Regions from separate parts of the Mus musculus genome. Here region 2 is linked to region 1. Evidence: chromatin contacts called from public HiChIP or PLAC-seq data. All regions are on one chromosome and are shown on one strand. Each heading gives the region's core, a stretch centred on a gene start, on an enhancer-like site or on the middle of the called end of the contact. The rest is flanking DNA. Distances are from core to core; before and after follow the strand shown.

Region 1 (4,910 bases), core at 1,338-3,837:
TTGAGAGATGTCCACGAGAGTCACGTACAGGCATCTCTTCCTGCTCCTTCCCCGTGTCATACACAGTGTCACCCACAGGAGTTAGGGCTGCTCACTGGAGGCAAGAGATGAGAGTCTGGGACCCAGCCAGGAACTTCCTGGGAGAGGTGACATCTGAACTGATACAAGTTCTTAATAAAAATAGAATTTTTTTTAGCCAGGCTAAGTAGAATCAGAACTAATGGAGCTTAGTTGCTTCAGGACCACTTACCTGGCCTCTTCTGTCATTCCAACAAGGCCCTGAATTTTTTTACTTTAGCAATCTGTTGTGTCTACCTATCCCCCGTGCTACCTTTCATGCTGTCTGTCCATTTCTTTTTTTAAAGGATTTATTTATTTATTTATTTATTTTATGTATGTGAGTACACTGTAGCTGTACAGATGGTTGTGAGCCTTCATGTGGTTGTTGAGTATTGAATTTAGGACCTCTGCTCACTCCAATTGGCCCCGCTAGCTCCGGTTGGCCCTGCTCACTCTGGCCCAGAGATTTATTTATTATTATACCTAAGTACACTGTAGCTGTCTTCAGACAGCACCAGAAGGGGGCATCAGATCTCATTACGGGTGGTTGTGAGCCACCATGTGGTTGCTGCAATTTGAACTCAGGACCTTTGTAAGAGCAGCCAGTGCTCTTAACCACTGAGTCATCTCTCCAGTCCCTGTCTGTCCATTTCTCATATAGCCTAGCTAGCCTGGAAGCCCTTAGCCTTAGCTAAGGATAACTTTGAGCTCCTGCACCTTCTGCCTCTACCTCCCACGTGTTACAAGTGTGTAGTGTTGTGAAGGACTGTTTTTTCTTTTGAAGAGAGACCTTTCAGTGATAAGCTGTTGGCTCCATCCCTGGTTCCATGGATGAATTATGTGACCAGGAAGGAGTGTGTGTCCTAGGCAAAAGAAACAGCATGTACAAATGCCCGAGGACATGACTGTGTGGGGCGTGCGACAGGCTTCAGCCTCATCACCTAGGACTCACTCGTCTCTACACTGTTCTCTTCAGAACCACAGACCCCAGCATTCATCAGTGTGCCCTTACCCACTCCTGTGCCTTTGTCTATATTGGTCCCTCATGGAGCACACCTGCTCCCAGCTTCATTAACGCACTTCTCAAGGCTCAGCTCCCATCTGCTCCGGACAGACCCTTCCCCCCCCCTTCCCCCTTCCCCAACATACTCACCCTCGTCTGGGTTCCTTAAATAATGGTTGCTGGTACATGCTGTTGTGGTCAGGTTCCCATCATCGTCTTTTCAAGCCCATATGTGAGGCTACCAAAGTTGGGATAGTTTCCACATAGCAGTGCCTGGCCTCTGCTCACACAGAGCAGCATAAGGACATCCTGGGAAATAGCTCAGCAGTCAAGAGCATTGGCTGCTCTTCCAGAGGACAGAGGTTCAATTCCCAGCACCTACATGGCGCCTCACAATGTCTGTAACTCCAGCTCCAGGGGATGTGTCACTTTCACTCTGGCATAGCTGCAGGCAAAACTCTAATACACATAAAAATATTTTTAAAAAGAACAACAAACAACTCACAGTCTTTCCAGGCAGTTATCTTGATGAGAGCAGCAATCCCCCAGACATTTCTCCCTATTCCTAAACTCAAGTTGCCTGGCTCCTCTGGGATCTGATCCAAGTCCTTCCCACCATGGCTGCATTTGCAGGCTGCTCTTTTTTGCTTCCTCTTCTGACATCCTGGAGCTCAGGGCCAATCCCTCCTCCTGTCCCTTGCCTTTCTAAAGGGACAGCTCTAATCTAATGGCAGCCACGTGTTATGATGAGTCACCAGAGCATCTGGGGCCCAGAGGTAGTGGCCGGTTAACTCTTAATGGGCCAGGGCTCTCTGCTAGAAGATCATGTGGGCTTCTTCGGAACCTGTCTCAGGTCTAAGTGCAAAGTGGGCATCTGGGGGATGGACCACTCACTCTGGAAGTGAGAGAGGAGGGGGCCAAAGGGAGAAGGGGCTGAGTGTGAGCTTTGGAGTTAGGAGGGCTAAGTTGCAGTTCCTGCTGGCCACTTACTGTAGAGTGGCTCTACACAGGTCACATGAACTCAACCGCTCGAGTTTTCGCATCTGAAAAAAAAAAAAATGGCAATTTTAGGGATTGTTTGAGAAGGAGAGTGTGAGCTGCCTGCTAGCGGTGCGTGCTAACCCGCCCGCTTTCCCGCCTTCTGGTCTCTTGCAAAACACTGGCCCCGTTTGGGCAAGCGGTTAGAATGAATGTCCACGCCTGTCTGCAGAAGCTAGGCTTTCTCCGCTAACATGGCCCGGCAGTGAGGCTGGACCGCGAGATCTCAGGTGTGGGGCCGGGAGCTGAGGCCTAGGGAAGGTGGAGAATTTCCCAGCCCGAGTGGGTGGAGGTGTTGGCAGCTCCGGTCCATGTCTGCGCCGATGCTCCAAGGCCAGGCTGTGCCGACCTTGAGCGCCCGGGTCCCACCTGGCCAGCGCCAGGGGCGGGCGCTGCGCTGCGCGGGCGCGGCCATGGTCCCACTGCGCGGGTGGGCAGCCCGAGACCGGCCCGGCCCCGTCGCCTTCCCCGCCCCCCGGCGCGCCCCTCCCCGGCCGCCGCGTCGCTGGGATCCGGCCGCAGCACCTGGGCTGCGCCTGGCGTCCGGCGCGCGCAGCGATGACCACGGCCAGCGGCCCGGGCGACCTGCCGGCGGGGTGAGTGGCGGAGGCCGCCTCGGGGCGCGGGCCGTGCAGGGCGAACGCTGCGGGGGCCTCCTAGGAGGAGCCCCGGGACCGCACTGCGGCTCCAGCCGCTGCGCAGCCTGCAGCCCGCGCCCCGCTGCCTCCTGGGGACCCTGGCTCAGTCACAGGCCTTCTGGGTCCCAACTTTCTCTCCCTCCTCATGGAGTCTATACCCATGGGGTGGGCCTTGTTACGATCACCCTTCTTTACAGATGAGAAAACTGAGGCATAGCTCTTAAGTGACTTTGATTATCCAGGAGGTAAGAGTGGAAAGTGAGATTTGAACACAGCTCTGTCTGGTGACATCCCCTTTAGGGATATTTGGGGTATTTGAAGGGCTCTAAGTGTGCTCGGGCCCAGGGTATTGGGTGTACCAGGAACCTAGGTTGTCAAGGTGGGTGCTGTCACTATCAACATGGCTGTCTTGGCCAGCCCCACCCCCACCCCTCCAAAGTCACAGTCAGACCCCCTAGGTTGATCCCGGGCACTGCCAGTTGCTGTCTGGAGATAGTCAGCAGCTCTGCTGTGTTTGGGTTTCAGTGCTTAGGGGGCAGTTGCTGGGATCCTAGGCTGCTGGGAGGTTGCTGGGCAGAGAGAGATCCTGCTCAGGTGAGCTGGGAGGGGTGCCTGCCCTACCTGGAGACTCAGACTAGTGACAATATTTGCCAAGGGCCTGAGGCCTGACAGATGAACAGGGAGGAGAGAAACCACCAGCCAGCTGGAAGCCTCTAGTGTGGGTCTGAGAGAATGGTAGCTCGGTGCTGAGGAACATCGTGGCTGGAGGAAGTCACCTGTTAAGTTTTCCCCTAATCATTTTCTGTTGTATAATTTTGGTCAAGGCATTTGACCAAACCTCCCTGACTTCTGGTTCCTGCTTTGGAAAACACAGAGAGGCTGGGTTAGCTACGCTCTTCCTGCTGAGGGTTGAAAGCTCCGGAGCTTGGCTGACTACCTTTCTGCGCAGCCCTGTCCGAACACCACCCTTCAGTATTAGAAGCGTGGTTTTCAGGAGAAAAGGCAGACATGGAACAAGGCTTCCATCCACAAACCCAGACTTGCTGGCTGAAAGCCAGACTCGTCCCTCTTGCCTATATACCACAGCTGTGCCTGAGTCCCTGGAAGAACCCTGGGTACCTCTAACTCTGCTCCCAGCCTCCAGGCCAGTAAGCACAAAGTTCTAACAAAAAACAGAACATCTGTGTTCCTGTATGCCTGTGAGGGCCCAATCTTTGTGCTCACACAGGCCCATTTGTCCAGTCCCCTGCTTCTGGTCAGTGCCATCCTTGTGGGATTTGAGAAGAAAACCAAAGTAGAAGCAAATCCCGCTTCCATCTGTAGACACTTAGTCTCAACAAACACTCAGATCTTGTCTGGGTATAACTGTAATAAAGTTTTATCTACCATATAACAATACTTTCTTGGCAGTGGGGACAGGGTGGGTTAAGACAGGGTCTCCTGTAGCCCAGGCTGCTGGTGTACTCTTTGTGTACCCAAGGATGACCTTTGAACTCCTCATGGTCCCATCCCTACCTCCCACCAGCTGGGACTACAGGCATGTGCTACCATGCCCAGTTAACAAATGTGAAATGTGAAATGTGCAGGGCAGTGGTGGCACACACCTTTAGTCCCAGCACTTGGGAGGCAGAGGCAGGTGGATTTCTTTCTGAGTGCAAGACCAGCCTGGTCTACAGAGTGAGTTCCAGGACAGCCAGGGCTACACAGAGAAACTCTGTTTCAAAACAAAACAAAACAAAACAATGTGTGTGTGTGTGTGTGTGTGAGTGTGTGTGAGTATGTGTGTGTGAAATGTTTTTAAGGCTTCAGAAGAATGGTAAATAATTCTAAGGCATTTTGATTTTTAAGTTATGTAGGCAGAAGAGGGCATCAGATCCCCTGCAGTTGGAACTATGGGCAGTTGTGAGCCATCGGTGAGGGTCCTGGGAACCAGACTCTGGCCCTCCATGAGAGCAGCACTTAACCACTAAGCCGTCCTCTAGCCTCTGTGGTAAAGCCCTGGGTTCTTGTCACCCTGTGTTGCCAGATACTGTGTTCCACGTTCTCTATCCTCCTTTTAAGAGAGAAGTCCTGTTAGTGAAACCCTCTGGAACACCCCCACCCACCACCTTCCTCTCCAGAGATAATTGCCAGCCTGAGTCTTAAGTTTATTGTTTTCCATTTTTATTCTC
Region 2 (4,910 bases), core at 1,520-4,019, 570 kb after region 1:
CTGGAGGGTGACACAGTCCAAGGATTTAAACATCAGTAACAGATGGGAATAACTAGGAAGAGATACAAAATTCGAACTTGTTACCTCCTCCGCAGACCCAAGGGGGTTCTCGGGCCGTGACGTCAGCACGGGTCGAGGAAGGCCAAGTCAAAGCAGGTCCAGTGCCCTCGCCCCCTGCGGAAGTCTTGTGGGCTGATGGGTCTGACCGTCTGGCCGGTTCCTCCAGCCTCCAGAGGATCTGGGGAGTCGCAAAGGCGGCTTTTTACTTTGGCTTTAAAAAAAAAAAGTTACAAGTAAACTTTGTTAATTTCAAACAGCCACAAAAAGAATTCCACAAAAAAGGGCAGCAAGATGCAAAGAAATTCGGAAAGGCAAGGAGGGCACAGGGGGCCGAGGGAAAGGGCAGGGGCGCAGGGAGAGGAGAAGCTGCAGCGCTTGGACCCACGTTCCTCCCGGGGCTCCTAGCTTGAAAACACAAATCCTTACAAATCGCACTTACCACTCCGTGACGCCCACGGTGTCAGGACTTTGCAAACGAAGAAACTAAGCATTAAAGGTGATAGAGGGCGGGGGAAGGGAGCAAACCGGCTCTCAACTACCTCGGAGCCCGTCGGACGTGGAAGCACACGGTCACGGTCAGAAGGAAGCCAGCAAAAACCATCTTGGCAAGTCTGCGGTGAACGCCCTCCCTCCCCCACCCCGGCACCCGGGTTCCACTCCCACTTCGACAGCGGTAATTGAATTGTCACCTGCTCCTGTCCCGCCCCAGGCCTCCGGGGCCACTTGGGAAGCTAGGCCTTGCCAAGCGCCCCGGGCCAAGGGAGAGTGGCTCAGTGGAGCCGGAGCCCCAGGAGTAGAGGGGTTACACACGTCTACGCGGAGAGGCGCACCGGACACGGTAATTAGGAGCAATTCACACGCTCTCGGGCGCACGGAAACTTCTTGTCACGACATTTGCAACGCTCCTCCTCGCGCACTCCTTCCCTGGCGCCCCCTCCCATCCCGCAGGCACTCAGCAGAGCGTGCGGAGTTTCGAATCTTTCGGACACTGTAGAATGAGGGGCTCCCCGGGCGCGGGCCCGGCCAATCAGAGCGCCGACTGTCTCCCCTGGCCAATGGCAGGCGCCACATTGTTGTCCAATTCTGTCTAATGGAGCCCTGAGGAGCAACAATAGAGCGGGCGAGCGGCTCATTGAGAGCTGGCAGCGCCGGACTACCCGGCCCGGGGCGAGCGCAGCGTCCGGAGCGCACCGAGGGGACGCCGGTTGCAACCAGCCCGCCCTCGGCCAGGCCCCCGGCCCCGAGGCCCCTCCGGGGTGTTGGACTGCTGTGTTCCTAGAGGGGTCCGGAAGTTCGGACATGGTGGCTGAAGGAGGGTGACGTGGTCAGAGAAGGGGCCGGGGGCAGAGGGACGAGGCCAAGAGAGCCGAGGCGCGAGCCGAGCTGGGCGACGCGTGCTGCGCCAACAGAGGAGGAGCCCGGAGCTCGAGGCAGGTAGGGGAGGGCCGGCAGCCGAGCAGGGGAGGCGACCGGGTCGGTGGCCCCCGAGGGCGAGGCCCAGGCCCTGCCGGGCCTTGGGCATTGAGTGCTTGAGGGTCTGGGGGAAGAGGCCTCGGAGCACACGGTGCTCTGGGATTCCCAGACCCGGACCCCAGGAGCGGCTCCCGGCTCTGGCGGGGACCCGGGCTGCGTGGCGGGGAGTGGAGGCCGCGGCGGAAGCCAGGAGCAGGGCCTGCTGGGCCTTCTGCGGCTGCGGCGCAGGTGAGACTCTCGGGTCCCTTCAGGGTCAGTTTTGGAGGCGACTTCCTGGCCTCCTTTGAGGCCTGCTGGATTGTGCAAGTCCCAGAACCCTGGTCTGAGACCAACACTCTGGAACCTGCGCACAAGCGGGGTCCCAAGAGGTCCCAGGATGAGGAGGGCGTGTCTGAGGACTCAGTTCCTAAACTGGGAGGGGTGGGGGTTGGGTAAGAGGCATTGAGCAAAAGGACTCTGGCTCCTGCAAAGTCTAACTTTTCTGAAGATGTGCTTTCCTCTGACTACTCCAGACTAAAAGTCTAACCCCCAAGCCACAGGTTTCACCCTATCCCCGCCCTACCTTTTGCTGGAGATTTTTTTCCTAAGCAGCGCTGTCCCTCTCGGTGGACCTCAGTCCGGGTCGCCTTGTCAGCTGTTTCTGGACGTTTTTCTTGTTATTCAACTAATCTTTGAGCTAGGGTGGCCAGTCCAAAGAAAGTTTCTTCCGATGGCTTTTCTCTCTTCTCAGCTCTCCTACACTCAGTTCTGTGGAATAGAACTAACCCTTTAGAGGCTCAGACCACAGTATTTGCAGAATTCTTTTGGCTGTGATCCCAGGGCCATAAGCCGAACTTTGCCTCCAAGTTTTGTCTTCTAGTTCTTACCCTACTTCTAACAGGAAAAAATTCTTCAGTTCCTTTTTGCTCGAATTCCTCTGCTTCCACATTGAAAGCTACAATTAAGACCCCAGCCCAACCTGTTCACCTCCTCACCCCGCCTGCACATTTCTCTCCTCTTCACCTGTCCACCAAACGGGATCATTTTGCTCCTTTTTTTTTTTTTTTCTTGCTTTGCCTTTGACATCCGCTTGTTGGTCCCAAGTTTTCTCTGTAATCTGAGTCCCTTTCAGGCAAATATTTCTCTTTTCTCGACTCACCCCAATTAACCTAAGCTTTGGGCATAATATTTTCTTTCCAAATCCTCTTTACATTCAACTGCACCAATGACTTCCAAACGTTGTCTTGTTTTTTTCCCCTTGGCGGAACTACTGATTCAAACGAAATCTTACACGTGTAGTCAGATATAAGAGGTCAGTGGTGGGGGTGGGGGCGTACTTGTTTACAGGGAGCTTCCAGTTCGTTTCCCCAGCAGTTTGACAGCCACAAGTTTAGTTAAACTTGTACAACCAAAGTTTCCCAAAATGGGTTTCTGCAGGCCGTGCTTAAGCCTAGTGACTGTATTACCCTGACTCAGGTATCCCCACTTTCCCCACGCTAGGTCCAGCCATGGAGCTGCGCTCGGAGCTGCCCAGCGTGCCCGGTGCGGCGACAGCAGCAGCGACAGCGACGGGACCACCCGTGGCATCGGTGGCGTCGGTGGCTGCGGCGGCAGCTGCCGCAGCATCGCTACCAGTGAGCGTGGCCGGAGGCTTGCTGCGGGCGCCGCCGCTGCTGTTGAGGGCAGCGGAGAAGTACCCGCGGACCCCCAAGTGCGCGCGCTGCCGCAACCACGGAGTGGTGTCCGCGCTCAAGGGCCACAAGCGCTACTGCCGCTGGAAGGACTGCCTGTGCGCCAAGTGTACGCTCATCGCCGAGCGCCAGCGCGTCATGGCGGCTCAGGTGGCCTTGCGCAGGCAGCAGGCGCAGGAGGAGAACGAGGCGCGCGAGTTGCAATTGCTGTACGGCACTGCCGAGGGCCTGGCGCTGGCCGCCGCCAACGGCATCATCCCCCCGCGGCCTGCCTACGAAGTCTTTGGCTCGGTTTGCGCCACCGACGGCGGGGGTCCTGGAGCTGGAGCGCCCGCGGGGAGTGCAGGGGGCGCAGGGGGCGCAGGTGAGAGCACGGTCACACTGGGGGTGGGGTGGGGTCTGGAAGGAGGAGCCCAGGGGACACAGGGCTGGTGCGCGAGGCCTAGTGGCTTGTTCCTTCCCTGACAAAGTGCAGCTCCCTTCCCTAGATGCTCCAACTACTTAACTGTGGCTCTCCACCCACTCATAAACTCTCTGCCCTGCCTGCAGTTTTTATACTTTCTTCCTCGCCCTCACCCCAGGCCCCAAGGCAACACTTTAGCCTTACTCTTGTTAGGGGGCAGGTCCTTAGTTACTGCCCAACTCATTTAGCTGGGCCTTCTCCCCTGGCAGCCCGGAAGCCGCCCATCTGTTCTGCTCTGAGCTTCTTACAGGCCACCACTCTCTTTTCTTCCCAACTCTTCTGAAAAGACCCTGGCAATCCTTCTAATCCGCACTACTTCCCTAAGTACTGGAGACGCCCTCTTTCGTTTCTCAGCAAGATTCCTTTCCTCCAGTTCCTAAGGCATTTCTGACAAAACATTCTCTGCGTTCCCCTCGCTCTGGCTCCGTTTCTCTCTCAGGCACGCCGGGTTTCTCATAGTTGGCACTTTTTTTGCTCTTTCTCGGGTCCCTTTCCCTTGCTCTGTCTACTCTACTTTTTTGACTCGAAGGTGAGGGAGGCAGTTGGGCAATGGGACGGTCCCGGCTCTCAGACTCTTTGGAAGAAGGACATTTCTTAGGAGTTTTGAAAAATGTGGTCAAGAAATAGGATGTAATTTATTTTGTCTGTAGAGAGGCTAAGGACCTAGTCCCCTAAGGATCCCTCTCTCCAGGTTGAAGTGCCTAAGGCTCTGGCAACCTGAGTGAGTAGTGTCTTCCACATACTCTGAGGTATAGGTAGAAGTTCTGTTTGCTCGGATTGGAATCTTGACAAAGCCACTTCTCTAGGGCGGGGTGAGATGGGAAGGGAGTGGAGGTGTTAGGGCACAAGTGTAGGAAGAGCTTACTGAACATCAAGTTTTCAGGGTGTCAGGTCGGGGTGGGGGTGTCTGGGCACAGAAGAAGCGTGAGCCTAGGAGGAGGGGGAGAGCTGTAGGATCTTTGGGAAGAGGTAAAAATAAAACCAGAGCCCTGTCAAGAATAGTTGGGAGGTGGAGAGGAACAAGAGGAAACTGGCATTCAAAAGGGTCCAGTGTTCTTAACCTCTCCTCACATCTCCGTCTTTTCCCTCCTCTCAGAGGCCAAATTGCAGAAGTTTGATCTGTTTCCCAAGACGCTGCTTCAGGCCGGCCGCCCCGACAGTCCGCAGCCGCCGCCAGGGAAGCCCTTGTCGCCCGACGGCGCGGACTCAGGTCCCCGGACCTCGTCCCCGGAGGTGCGGCCCGG

What was found. HiChIP or PLAC-seq counts read pairs in DNA pulled down with a chosen protein or histone mark.
Region 2: a contact with region 1 is called in an H3K27ac HiChIP or PLAC-seq map of embryonic stem cells, with 4 times the contacts expected there. The contact joins the promoter of Dmrta2os here to the promoter of Ttc39a in region 1. A contact is called at or near these places in 9 of 39 promoter capture datasets (HPC-7-derived erythroid cells, cranial neural crest, embryonic stem cells and 5 more), 1 of 484 Hi-C or Micro-C datasets (embryonic stem cells), 3 of 115 datasets of contacts at active chromatin or transcription factors (embryonic forebrain, embryonic stem cells and neural tube) and 1 of 9 other capture datasets (embryonic stem cells).

Annotation. Positions count from the first base shown.
Region 1 is chr4:109,404,513-109,409,422 of GRCm38.p6, forward strand. Ttc39a (tetratricopeptide repeat domain 39A) reads left to right here and starts at 2,588. Exons shown (of 18, transcript NM_153392.2): 1 at 2,588-2,697. The coding sequence starts at 2,660. Ttc39aos1 (Ttc39a opposite strand RNA 1) reads right to left here and starts at 1,745. Exons shown (of 4, transcript NR_131195.1): 1 at 1,214-1,745; 2 at 1-94.
Region 2 is chr4:109,976,843-109,981,752 of GRCm38.p6, forward strand. Dmrta2os (a long non-coding RNA gene) reads right to left here and starts at 2,770. Exons shown (of 4, transcript XR_868017.3): 1 at 2,096-2,770; 2 at 500-1,944; 3 at 85-271. It overlaps Dmrta2 (doublesex and mab-3 related transcription factor like family A2), which reads left to right and starts at 1,183. Exons shown (of 3, transcript NM_172296.2): 1 at 1,183-1,494; 2 at 3,013-3,567; 3 at 4,763-4,910. The coding sequence starts at 3,021.